2 separate regions of the Zea mays genome follow, and region 1 is linked to region 2. A link is a contact called in public Hi-C data. All regions are on one chromosome and are shown on one strand. The core of a region is the stretch at or near the end of the contact, and the rest is flanking DNA. Distances in the headings are between cores, read along the strand shown.

Evidence for each region. A called contact is a pair of places that touch in the nucleus more often than the background predicts.
Region 1: a Hi-C map of leaf shows a contact between it and region 2, with 2.9 times the contacts expected there. The contact joins the promoter of LOC100279598 here to the promoter of LOC100274911 in region 2. A contact is called at or near these places in 4 of 25 Hi-C or Micro-C datasets (ear, leaf and tassel).

What each region holds. Positions count from the first base shown.
Region 1 is chr1:229,293,882-229,300,520 of Zm-B73-REFERENCE-NAM-5.0, forward strand. LOC100279598 (putative cytochrome P450 superfamily protein) reads right to left here and starts at 4,690. Exons shown (of 1, transcript NM_001152595.1): 1 at 3,037-4,690. The coding sequence starts at 4,659. The coding sequence ends at 3,088.
Region 2 is chr1:228,772,261-228,779,155 of Zm-B73-REFERENCE-NAM-5.0, forward strand. LOC100274911 reads left to right here and starts at 3,059. Exons shown (of 2, transcript NM_001331225.1): 1 at 3,059-3,222; 2 at 3,334-3,777. The coding sequence starts at 3,186. The coding sequence ends at 3,563. LOC103643367 (sphingoid long-chain bases kinase 1) reads right to left here. Exons shown (of 9, transcript XM_008666530.3): 7 at 6,533-6,632; 8 at 5,450-6,408; 9 at 4,290-5,164. The coding sequence ends at 5,012. LOC103643366 reads left to right here and starts at 362. Exons shown (of 2, transcript XM_023301333.1): 1 at 362-680; 2 at 863-1,489. The coding sequence starts at 593. The coding sequence ends at 1,083.

The sequences.
Region 1 (6,639 bases), core at 3,440-5,939, 520 kb after region 2:
CCTCTAGGGTTGGGACAATTGTAACTCAGGTGTCCCCTTTCCCCACAATTATAGCATTCTCTATCCTCAATTGCAACGTATGCTGGCTTCACATGATTACCACTACTCATCACTCGAAGTCTGCTCTCTTCATCTATCATGGCAAACACAGCCTCATCCATGGCAGGAAGACTCTCCTGGTGACAAAAGGCCGCTCTCCTGCTCTCAAACTCAGAATCCAGATTCTTTAGAAAGTGGGTCACTCTCCTATCCTCTACCCACTTATGAACCATTTGTGCATCCTGTGGGCAAACCATTTGGAGAGGAGCATAATGATCCGGCTCTCCCCATAAGTGCTGGAGCTCACTAGCATATTGTTCCACTAGTCTCCCCATCTGCTTTACTGCATCTGCCTTGCTCTGAATTTCCATCATCACCATCACATTCCCCTATCGAGAGTATATATTACTCAAGGTCTTCCAGATTTGTGATGCAGTACGCATGGCTTCCACCCTCTTGCTAACAGTGGGAGACATGGATGCCAATAACCATGCAACTATCACAGAGTTTGTCGCATGCCAGATTCTCCATTCTGCGTCGAGCTTATCAATCGGCTCAACACATGTCTCCTCCAAATAATGCTCCACTCCCTTGCCTCCTAGGAGTACACGCACTCTTCTGGACCAGCTTAGATAATTCTTACTACCTTCTAGCTTCACATCATTAGGCACAAGTTCCAACTTCAACTCGGATGTACTTGTATTTGCCCTAGAACCAATCAACCCTAACCCCATGAGCTCCTGGATCATACTTCTCATTTCACTCATCATCTCACTCTTTGTAATCCCTCCTGAGCCACTACCATCAATTTCTGTCTTCTTCGCAGCGTCCTCTGCACTCATTTTCACAGAAGCACAGAGTCACACACTCGACTACTTTCTCGCGGCCTCTCGAACTCTCCACTCAGACCGCAGCCTCTCGAGCTCTCTACTCCTCTAGTAGATCTCGTCCTCCTCTCCTCCTGTTTCAGCCTCCGTGTAGACAAGACGCAGTGGTCTGACTTTGGTTACGCAAGTCAGCAGCAACTCGTCGGAGTGGCGATGTGTGGAGGTGGTGGGTCCGACTGCGCGCGCGTCGGAAGCAGCAGCGGTGCGGACTACGCGCGTCGGGAGCGGCGCAGGTGGCGTGGCGGCGCGCGGCGTGGGCAGCGTGCGGCGCGCACGTCAGGGCCGGCGGCTGCGCGCATCTGGGCACGCGCGCGTCGGGGCGTGGGCTGCGGGAGCGGCGGCGGCTGGGAGCGCAGAAACCTAGCTCTGTATACCATGTAGTATTTCTGGTGTGTATCTTTCACACATCACCTTCTCCCTTCCATTATACTTCACCACTTTACAAATAGACCCTTACACATGTTCATAATTACACCAACATTTACAAACGAATTCATCTATATATTTCTATTGAGTTCAAGGGCAATTTCATTCCCCAGGCATCAAGACCAAAAGCCTAATGCCAATTTCAGTTTATATCAGCTCTTTTGTTACATCCAAATTTCCATCTCCCAACCAAGCGTTTCTCTGACCGAACCAACAAAAATGGCCAGATCATACAGCTAGTATCATTCTGCAAACTTGCTACTCCAATCCTTCCTCGGTAGTTATGCGTTTGGTTGCAATGACAGGACGGGATGGGATGAGATGATCCCTCAAATTAGGTTGTTTGGTTCTGAGTCAAGGGTTGGGATAGTACTATCAAGTGTTGTCCCTCAAAATTGGAGGGACGAGAGAGGACATCAGGGGACGATCCCGTCCTAGTTGTCCCACAACCAAACACACACAAGATCAGCTCAGCAGCAGTCTGCTGCTTGGAGCTCTTGCAGTAGTAGTCTTCAACCGCTGCACGACATTCTCCAGTTTCAATCGCTCTCCAGCTGGACATACAATTTTCCAGTTCTCCACGGTTATAGGTACGCCACCCTACATGCTGAAAACAGATAGCATTTCTCAGTTTCCACAATTCCAACTACGCGGTCAAATAATAGTTGGTGAATCGATTCATCTTCTGTACAAAAACAGACAAGAGAGATCATCTAGCGCCCTGCGTTTTGCAATATTGTCTCGAGTAAGAATTCGTCTATATATATATAGTCTCCATCAAGATGAAACAAAGCAGGAAATATTGTAAATATATAGACTCACTTTGCTAGTGGAACTAAGCAATAACCTCAAAGTTTAACAAATCCTTTCAAAGCCGTCACAGACTTCTTATTTCTCGAGAATTTTGAATGAAGTGCTCAACATCAACAATGAACCAAGAGCATCTGAAGACAGATGCATCAACAGTTTAAGTTTTCAGAAGAGCAGCACTGTTATTTATAATTAGCATAGTTTTGCTAAGGCCTTTTTCGTTTGTGTCGGATTACATTTGGAATCGTTCCAGCTAAGGGCTTGTTCGTTTTTCATGGATTAAAGGACTGAACGGTTCCTGGCCGGATTGTTTCTCTAATTCATGTAAGTTTTGATAAGTTGGAATGAATTCTGGTCTAATCCTAGACAAACGAACGGACCCTAAGGGCTTGTTCGGTTACACTAACCTAGAAGGGAATTTGGAGGAGATTAAATCCCCTCCAAGTCAAAAATGACTAGGCCCTCCAAGTCAAAAATGACTAGGAGGGGATTTAAACCCCTCCAATCCTCTTCTGGATTGGTGTAACCGAACATGCCCTAAGGGAGCGTTCGGTTGTCTGGGAACAGTTACCCGGAACAATTCCGTGCCTTATTGCTTTTCTAATTTATGTAAGTTTTGATCAACCTGAAAAATTCCAGGGTCATTCCGGGAGAAACGAACAGAGCCTAATCAAAGTTTATATAAATTAGAGAAGCAATCCGGTCAGAAATCGTTCCGACCCACCAATCCAACACAAACGAAAAAGGCCTAATCATGTTTCCATATTCACAAGCCATCCACGATCGACACGAAGATGAAACTAGCGAATGAACATTACAGTTTCTGCCGATTAATTATTGTAGAACCGTATTTTTTTATAGCTATGAGATGTTTACATACATCACAAAACGAGGAAAATGTAGAATAGAAAATGGTAAAGTATTTCTAGTTCAAGTGAGACCTCCTAGGCACAAGGCGCGGGCGCAGCGGCTTCTTCATGACGACAGTGAACTCGTTCTTCTCAGCGAAGTCTACCTCGTCGCCGGGCACCTCCTTCCACTCGTACTCCCGCACCATGTTGGCAACGAAGTACTCCAGGTGCAGCATGGCGATACCAAGCCCCGCGCAGATCCTCCGGCCCACGCCGAATGGCATCATCCTGATCGCCTTGGTGCCCGTCACGTCCACGCCCTCGCCATCGCCGCCGGGGAGGAACCGCTCTGGCGAGAACTGCATCGGGTTCTTCCACTCCTGCTCGTCCCGGCCCATCTCGGCCACCATGAAGTTCACAACTGTGCCCTTGGGGATCAGGTACCCGCCGATCTCCATTTCCTCCGCCGCCTTGTGCGGCAGCACGAAGTGGGCCGGCGGGTGCTTCCGGAGACCCTCGAGGATCACCGCCTTGAGGTATGGCATACTGTGGACGTCCTCCTCTGACACCCCTTCCTTGTTGTCGTCTGTGGCGGCCTTGATCTCGCTGTAGAGCTTCTCCTGGATGGCTGGGTTTTTCACAAGCTCGGCCATGATCCACTGCAGCCCTGTGGACGTGGTGTCCGTACCGGCGTCGAGGAACTCGGAGCATAGGAGGATAATCTCATCGTCGGTGAGCGGGCGATCGCCGTCCTCGTGAAGCTTGATGTCGAGCAGCGTGTCCACGTACGAGTGCTCGAACGTGGTTTCCCTTCTCGGTTCCTCTCCCCGCTTCTTGTACTCCCGGCGCGCGTTGATAAGCGGAACGAAGAGCTCCTTGACGCGCCGCCGCAGCGCCCGCGCTTTATCTAGCCGAGCGCGGAAGAGGTGCTTGGTGACGGCAGGGAGGAAGGCGAAGACCTGCATGTTCTTGGAGCGGTAGATGAGTGCCTCCCGCTGCGCAGAAGCGATCGCGCGCACGGCGGGCTCGTCAAGGCGCTCGCCGAAGCACATGAGCACGAGGAGGCAGTTTATCGCGTACTGGAACGTCTCCACTACGCGGGGCGGCGCGGCGTCGGGCCCGGCCTCCCCGAGCTTCTCGACGAGCACGCGGCGCACCCATGCACGGGCCGGCGCGAAGAGCTTCACCCGCGACGGGTGCAGCGTCTCGGCGACGAGATTGCGGCGCAGCAGGCGCCACACGGGCCCGTAGCTGGCGCGGGTGATGGTGTTGTCGCTCTCGTCGAGGAACTTGACCGACGCGAGCGCCGGGCGGTCCGCCAGCGTCGCGCCGCGGTCAACGAGCGCCTCGTGCGCGATGCGGCGGTCCGCGACGAAGACGGACAAGCGCGCCCCGACGCGGAGCGCCACGACGGGGCCGTAACGCTCGAAGAGGCGCCGCAGCAGGGGCTCGATCTCGGCGGGCGAGTTGGTGAGCCACACCACGCTGCCGAGCAGCGGCAGGGACGGCGGGCCCGGGGGGAGGCGGCGCCTGCCCCGCGCGCGGAGCAGGAGGAGGAGCGCGGCGGGGACGAGGAAGAGGAGCGCGCCAAGGAAGAGCCGCGTCGGCGTGGCGTCCATCGATCGGTTCAGTTGCGTCGCGTCCATTGTTCGGATCAGAGTGTACCGGTGACCAGTGGCTGTGGCTTGGTGTTGGATGGAGGCGGCCTGGGGACATCAATTTATATGGGAAGTGTTACACGTGGGGGTGATCTGCGAGAGACGCGGTGTTTGGGGTTTGGGATGGACCGGATTCTCATTTCTTTACCAGCAAATTGCACGTGGGGGCACCGCGGGAGTTCTCATTTCTTCACCAGCAAGTTGTGGAGAGCAGGAGAGGGGAGGATGGGATCCAGCACACATCGCTGACGTCAGGAATGATGGGTTGATAATACTTTTCATAGCAATCCGTAACCGTAGCATGGACTGGTAGAAGGTTCCATAGCTGATTAGCTGTACAGATGTTCGATTGGTCGTCGGTCCATTTGAACATGTGAAATGGCAATACGTTTAATAAAATTCAAGCATCGTGTCCACGCCGTGTGCGTGTGGAGTTTCGTGGAAAGGGGTGAAAATGGTCTTAGTTCGGAATCGAAAAAACTGGAAAATTGGAAACGAATTACGACCAGTAAATTTCGGTATATTAAAAATGGATACATTAGGACAAAATATCTCGAAAACGATCGGAAAATTGTAACTTAAATTGGAATGAGTCCTAACCACACACAATTGTTCATTTGCGTCCCAAAACAAGTATCAATCACATAAATGCATAATACATAATCTTATCCACACACACAATTGAGCATACATGTTCACTCATAAGTTTTAACCACACAATATATAAGTCTTAATGCGAAAACAAGGTTGACTTGTCCTATGTGCTTCGGGTTGATGATGGGTGATTGTCAACGGATAGTGCTTGGATGTGAGTCTTGGACTAACTAGAGTACGAGAGTTTGTGTTGTGCAATCATGTCTGTCGGTTTATGATTTGCAGGTCTGTAGCACGGGGACGGTGGTCGACGACGAAGGTGAAGGTCATGCGGGTTCGTGTCGATGGACCGAGAGCGGCGAAAGACGAGCGCTGGGACATGATTGAGGGAACAAAGAAGCCACCGACTAGCCGTGTGGCTGACACCTGGGACACGTACGGGCACGAGGATGTGGTAGAGCGATCGTGTCACCAACGCGTTCAAGGACTAGCGGGATATGTGTTCGGAACGTGGGGGATGAGCATGCGGTGCGCTACTCACGGCGGTTTCAGTGGTTGAGCCTCAGGTGCAGGTTTTGCTGAGTTTGGGCCTCAAAACTCGACAATGCGGTTCCAGTGGGAATCGAAGGCGACACGTGGCGTCATCATGAAGGGTGTGTTGAGGCGAAGCAACTTCGTGTGGAGTGCATAACTGTCATATCAAAATCCCAGAAGTTGGTCCATTTCGTCCCCGACTAAGTGGATAGGCTATATGTATCTATGGGTACTTTAGACTAGTGAAATAACCCTCTATAAATAGATGGATGGGGTATTGTGGACAACCTTCTCTTTGGCTTGATCATTTGTATTTTATTTAGAAAAAACTAGTTTCTATTTCCCTAGTTTAGCCTGATTTCCACATAAGCTTTGAATTCGATGTATGTGCTTTTGTATTCTTCATCGCATCATTCAAAGGAAGGGTGCCCAGATCTATCCATAGGGTTTATCGAATCGCGTGCTCAGTTTTGTATGTGCTGAAGTTTTTTTATTTGATTTTGTCTCTTCACTTGTTTCCTCTCTTCTCCTTTGAATTTTGGAAGAATCCTTGATTTCTTGAGTTGGGAATTGTTTTAGGGATTGTATTGGGGTAAAAATAACTCTCTAAACCACTACAACCATCAGGTTTGAATAGTTTGTGGTTGTGATCCGATCTGAACTCGTTTTCAAAACCCCAACTAAACCTTGGTCTAATATGTGTTTTTATCTGTGATAATTTACAAATCCGTTTGAGTTCAAAATTTGTGGAGACCTTGGAAACACATTTGTCAAGGTGTGTGTAAAATGTCAGTTCAATCAGGGTCCGTTTGAATTAGTTTCGCATTTGAAAACTGAATT
Region 2 (6,895 bases), core at 1,809-4,308:
TCTCTAATCATGCACTTCAAGGATTTTTGTTTACATGCATGTATACATAGCGCTCATTGGTCCTTATATAGCGACAAGAGTTTTACTTTGCGTTACCGGCTACTACTGGTAGTAGCCAGTAGTAGTATCTTTGCGAAAGCAGTCTAGCAAAGATTTGCGATCATCGTGTCCTGATTAACCAGAGGCACTATATTCTACATTAGCCTGTGATGCAAGTTGGCAGTTGGATCATGTATATTATTGTTCCACTACACCAGCAAAGCGTCTCGATCAGGCAGCGTCACATCACATGTACTTCAATTCCCCCCTCCCCCCGGCCCCCGCGCGCCCGCTTTGCTGCGATGCTACTAGCGCCTGCCTCCGCAGCTCGACCGCGCGCCACCACTATATAACGCACACCCAGCAGAGCCGCCGTAACGCCGCCAGCCAGCTCGTCGTCTCTCCTCTAGCTCACTTCTGTGTCCAAAGCCACACGGCCGCCGGCAGGCGCACCGGGCGGGGCCTGTGCCTGTCTCAGTTGTCAGTTCCCGTCCCACAGGAACAGACCAGAGAGAGAGAGAGAGAGAGAGAGAGAGAGAGAGAGAGTATTCGTATGGCTCGGGAAGCTGCGTGCTGCACCGCCGTCTCCTCCATGGCGCTCACCGCTCGTGTCCTGCTAGTTCTCGCGGCCACCCTTACCGGTAAGCTAGTCCGGCACATACACGTACGGGTACGGCCGGCAACGGCATGCCCGCAAGAGAGGACGCGACGCGACGCGAGCGTGCGTGTACAACTGCGCTATTGCATGTTTGCCACTACCGTAGTCTGGTCTCGTGTTTGCTCTCGGAATGCCTGACGCTGTTCCGTTTGCATGTGGCTTCAGTTGCCGTGGCTATTCTGCCGGCGACGGCGCGGGCGGCGTGGGTGGACTACCCGTCCGGGGTGCCGTGCGGGGTGACCATCCCCGTGGAGCAGTGCGACCCCGGGGACGCAGCGGCGAACAGCGCGTGCATGGACGTGTGCCACTACGGCGGGTGCCGGCGCGGCGGCCAGTGCGTGTCGCTGGGGCTCGCCAGGGGCCGGGGCTGCCACTGCAAGTGCTAGGCTAGCTGGCTGGCTGGCTGGCCAAGCTGATCGATCGTGCGGCGCAGCGGCAGAGAGGAAGGATTTGCTGGTGCGCCTTTTATACACTAGCCTAGCCTATGGTATAGTATGGTATGGTAGATTGGTAGGTGAGGGGGCCAGATACGCTGAGTATCACTTTCTTTTGTAAGGTTAGTTTGTTCTTATTCTGCCTTTATTAGTTGGTGTGCACAGCCTGCAAGTGAGTTTTGAGAGAGAGAGGTATGTATGTGTAGTGAGAGAGAAACAGAGGAGACAGAGAATCGTCAGAAGCTTTTCCATCGCTCGCTAGCTGGCCTGTCTACCTCTTGGGTTTAATTTTTATTTTAAAAAGGTGACGCTAGTTCGTTAAGTTTATTGCAGATATCAAGCGAGGTGATGTTTCTAAGCAACACTTTCCACCAGTACGATGTTCTTGGCACGTCAAAATCTTGCGACAGATACGTAGTTTTTTTTTTTGTTTTTCCTCCCAAACAGCAGCTCTCAGTCTCAGGTTCTGAACGCCGCCCCGAATTTACCCAGCTCGACATATATATATGGCAACATGCAAACATACCGATACTTCTATATATATACAGAGGTAACATATATGGCAACATCTTACACAAGGAAAAAAATTATCACGGATTTAACACCCTTCTTCTATGACCAGAAATAGAAGGTATCCCAGCGATTTTAGAACCAAATAACGAGCGTGGTGAAAGGTTAACATACTATAGTACTCATTAATTATTTAGTCCTGTTATTGACTTTATTAATTATCTAGTGTGCGTAATTTAAAAAAGACTACGTATTTCATTGATTCCAGTTACCAATTTACATTGGGCCATTCTGGACAAGATCGTGTTTAAAGGACATTTACATTGGGTGATTCTGGACAAGATCGTGTTTAAAGGGCATTTACATTGGGCTTGTTTGACAGGACTCCGCCTCCTCTGAAAATTGAAAATGGCTCTGGCTCTAACTTTTTTTATAGGAGCTGTTCCTCCATTAGAGCCGCCGTTTTTTTTGCAAATTATTTGGAACAGCTCTCCACAGTCACGCAGATGGCCAGACCGCAAGCCCACAGCCGCTGACTGCTGCTTGCTTGTTTCCGCGTATTGTCATCTTTGAAGGAAGATGACCACTCGTCCACTCGCCTCTGGAGACAAGCAGAAAGGTTCTGGAGACAAGAAGAATGGTTGCACGGGCACATATGGAGCTGCTCGGAGCCACTTTTTACGGCTCTCGCTCGGGCACCTAAATTAGCTCCGGCAAGGAGTCAGAGCTGTCCGGGAAGCACTAAGTCTAGGCTAGTTCCAAACATTTGGTGGCTTACACCGTGGAATATGGAAATGGAACGTAATTAACGTGACGCGGTAGCTCACATCTGCATTTAATAAATACAACAAATTCAGCCATTTATCAGCTGTTCTGGATTTTAAAAGCTCGGGTGGCAGCATATCTGCATGGTAAAAGGAAAAAAATGATCAGCTCCATGTATTCTTTTATACCGTAGCCAGGACGAAGCCGGCTCAAAAATAACCCTGAGTGTGACTATATATCAAACGTAAAAAATATACAGTTTGAAAATAAACACACGATAGATTTAAGATAGTTATTAACAATATTTTATATTATCCATGTGCCCGTGCATCAGAGAAAACTAACGTCGCTTCGGCCCTTTGTAGCAGTCAGTACTCGGTGATATATATAGATAGATAGATTATAGATATAGATATATATACCTTGGGGGAAAACGGGTCTGCGGGGATACGCGCGTCCTAATTAGCCAGCCAATTAATTGATACTTCATACAAATAAATATTCGTTGATCAGTCGGATCATCTATATTTATGTGTGCCAGTATATGTTCCGAGTGAACAGTGGCCGCGTCGTGTCACGTGTACTTGCCCCACCCCCAGTCCCCAGTCCTCACCATGCCTTCGCCGCGCCGCTTTCCAGTACCACCACCCCTATATTCGTAGCGCCCATCCCACCGAGCGCCACACGGCCGCCAGCCAGACGACGTTGTTGCCGTCGCCTCGCATCCCAGTCCCAGCGAGCCGCCGCCCGGAGAGCAGAGACTGAGAAACAGAGATCGCATGGCGCGCTCCCTCGTCCTCGTGGCCACGCTCACCGGTAAGCCTGCCCGTCGCGCGGCCGCCACGGCATTCATACATGCATGCACGCATTCGTTCACTCATCATCCGATCCGGGTATCTGATCTCCGCGCGCTGGCTTTGCATGCAGCGGTCCTACTGGCGGCGGCGCCTCCTCCGACGCGGGCGGCGTGGGTGGAGTCGGACTACCCGTCGAGCGTGCCGTGCGGGGTGACCATCCCCGTGGAGCAGTGCGACCCGGCGGTCACGGCGGCGAACGCCGCGTGCCGGGACATGTGCCACTACGGGGGCCGGCGAGGCGGGCGGTGCGTGTCCCCGGGCCGGCTCGCGCTGGTGCAGGGATGCCATTGCAGGTGCTAGCTCGCCGGCCCGGGCGGCCGCCAACGCGCGTGACGTGACGGGCGGCGGCCGGGCCGGGGCAGGGGGGACGCAGTGCCTTCCCCGTGGGAAATAACAGGCCTGCATGACGGCGTGCGGATAGCAGTGTGACCTAATCGTATCTAGCTCTGTTTGTTGATGCTGTGATCTGTTGACTTGGTACAATGCTACAGCACGCAATGTGTTTTGTCCTGCACGTTCTGTTTCCAATTCTTCGCTATTTTCTCTTTAGCAAATTGCATGTTCCGGCTGCTGCCAGTGGGCGAGCAGTATCGACATGCACTGGTTATTTGCTAGTGCGGCGACTGCGTAATAGATCAAAGGCGAATGAACACATTTTCACACAGTTCACCAACGAGTCGAGACAAACAGAGGCAACCTACCGGCCTTCGTTGGAATGCGACTAACCTTCCAGAGGTCCGTAGTATCTGTCTGGAGAGTGCTTACTGTATAAGCCTGTTCTCTGATTATCGCAGTACGTGTTCTCTAATCATCACTGTATAGCCTTACCAAGCGAGGATATGGAGCAAGTTTGTGTGACTTGCCTGGGTACCTTGGGCCTTGAACAGCCGTGTGTTTCCTTCCCTGCTTGAGAGAGCCAAATCGGCGCACGTTACTCGCGCCAGCAATCTTTCTCACAAAACCCATCACAAAATTTGCCTGGTGTAAGTTGTTCATACTAGCACGAGCGCTGCTTTGCTGGCAGCGTACGAAAGGAGAAGCTACGCTGCTTATTCCCCGGCAGAGAATACCACACCTCAGAAACAGTTGTATGCCTGCCAGGCAAGGTTTACAAATCAGTACACGGTTCATACATCATCACGACTCACAAAAGAAGAAGAGTTACACCCGTTTTAAAGACTCAACGAGGCAGCATCGCCACAAAACATCATCCATCCAGCCCTTTCTGCTGAAACCCTGCGCTGTACCGGGAATCAAACAGTCCTATATCTTATTCACACTTCGCAAACACAACAGACTGATCAAGGACACGGGCACTGGGGTGTTGTCCCTACAATGAGTATCAAGTGGCCGGCATCAGGGAACCTCCAAAGACACCCGGCTGGTGGAGGTGGACACTATGTTCTGGAGCAACCAAGTACACTCATCAGGATGGCTGTATAGTAGATGCATTCTATCGGACGAGAAAAAGGCAAAAGCAAGAGGTGCGCAACAAGCTGCTGTCCGAGATAGGCTTTGGCTTTACATATGGATGAAACAGCACCCACTCAGCACCTTCTGCTCGTCAACCACAAATGTACATCTCTGGAGCTGAGTGCCAGCTAGGATGTTCATGTTCTCACTTCTGAATATAATTACTGACATGTGGATGCAGACGAAAATCCATGGTTCGCCGCTTGTACACACCACAGGTGCAAGATTCTGGGCTGACCTCAGAGCTGCAGACAGTCCGCATAGTGTATTTACAGCTACTGTACAGGGTTTTTCACTGGCCTGCCCATCAATTGACATTGTTGAGGCAACAAACTACAGCGAACTTGCCCCTTGACATGGAGTAGTTCGCCATCGATACCACATCCGTCGTGTGTATTTGGGCCTGCTTTGAGCCTCACAGATTTCACCTGATTTTGGCACGGCAATAAAATGACTAGTTAAAAAAAACTTTCCCATGACAAATGCCCAAATAATGGTAATAAACACACAGATCATCAACCATGGCAGATGTCCAATGGCTGTGACATTTGCAGGAAATGCCATGAAAATAAATTCCATGGCAGTAAATCATACAAGAACATGCATGACAGAAGGCATGACATTCATCAAGTCAGAATCAAAGCAACAGTATCATGTATAGAGTAATGGAAGCAAAATTCGACACTTGGCGAAGAGAAGCGGCCATAGCATACCTTTACATATTCTACATTTGGAAGAGATATGTGCTTTCCAAACTGCAAAAGCACCAAAAACCTCAGTAATCTCAGTCTTCCACTTCCACCAACTAACAGCAGGTCCAAACAATTGTCATCATATTCAGCCTTGGGAGCAACAACCTGAGAGCTCAGACTCTGCACAGTCTTGCATGAATGGTTGCACACCAGTACACCAAGATAGCGTCCTTTCCTAACTGTCCACCTTTCATCTAAACTAGGTACCAGCTCCTTAGTCAGACCAAGCTCAATATCCTCGCGAGGGCTATGGAGCTCAATTGAAGTCTCGGGTTCCCAGTTAGGTTGATTATCCCATTTAGGTTCATCGTCCCACTTTGGTCCTGAATCCCATACAGCCACAGGTCCAGGATCAGAAATTGTGGATGATGTGTCCTCTTTGTCTGCATTAACCTTAGAAGATTTTGCATCGTGTGTAGCAGACAAGCCTGGCTTTGCCTTTTCAGTCCTTGATTTTGACTTAGATCTACGCCAGCTGGGAGTAGATGTACCATGGGAGTGGGGATGGAGCACTTCTTCTGGTTCTTTAAATGTACTAGCTCTTCCTAACGATAAGCGCTTTGATTTCGGATCAAGTCCACGAACAACCTCAGAAGGTTCATTATTTGCACGAGGACTACAAACCTCCAGCTCTGCCCCAGACATGATGCCTGTAGACATTATTGAATCAATGCTAGATAAACTTGAGGCGCGTGGTAAACATTCTGCTCTTGATCTCCGAATTACATCATCATATAGATCAGACGCGTCAACCTTTTCTTGTCCTACCAAAATTTTATGCTCGGCGCCATTAACATCTGATACTGGAAGATATTCCAATTCAAAACTGTACTTTGGCAAACACAGGAATTTGAGAAAACCAGCTACAAAGTATCGTAAAGGACCAAAATGCTTCTGATACTTCTCTGAGAGCTCAAGAACTGCAAGAGATGATGGGCCGTCACTTTTTAAATTGCAGAAAAACTAAAAAGTTACCTAAGGCTAGCTCAAAGGCTAATTTAAAGAACCAAGACAGGTAAAAAGTCTGACATGTTGAATTTTTACCATCGCTAACAAAACCAAAATATGATACGGTTGTACCATAATGCATAGTCCCACTTTGAATCCATTCAACAGAAAAAACATCAATAGGTGTAAGACCTCCCTGCAACCAACAGGTGGCTCAATAAATATTTACATAGAACCATACATATCCACATCAAAATGTTCAAGCTAAAACTTAAAAAGGTACTGGGGGAACATCTATTGATTAAATTATGCGATCAAATGTACAAACAGTACACAGATAGACGTACCATACTTTCACCTATCGAAAAGCTTTAACTTGCAACAGTTAAAACTTGCTTCATCAACTATTTTTCAATCTTCTAAGGTACTTATTAACAAAGAAAAAGCATGCTTGAGAAG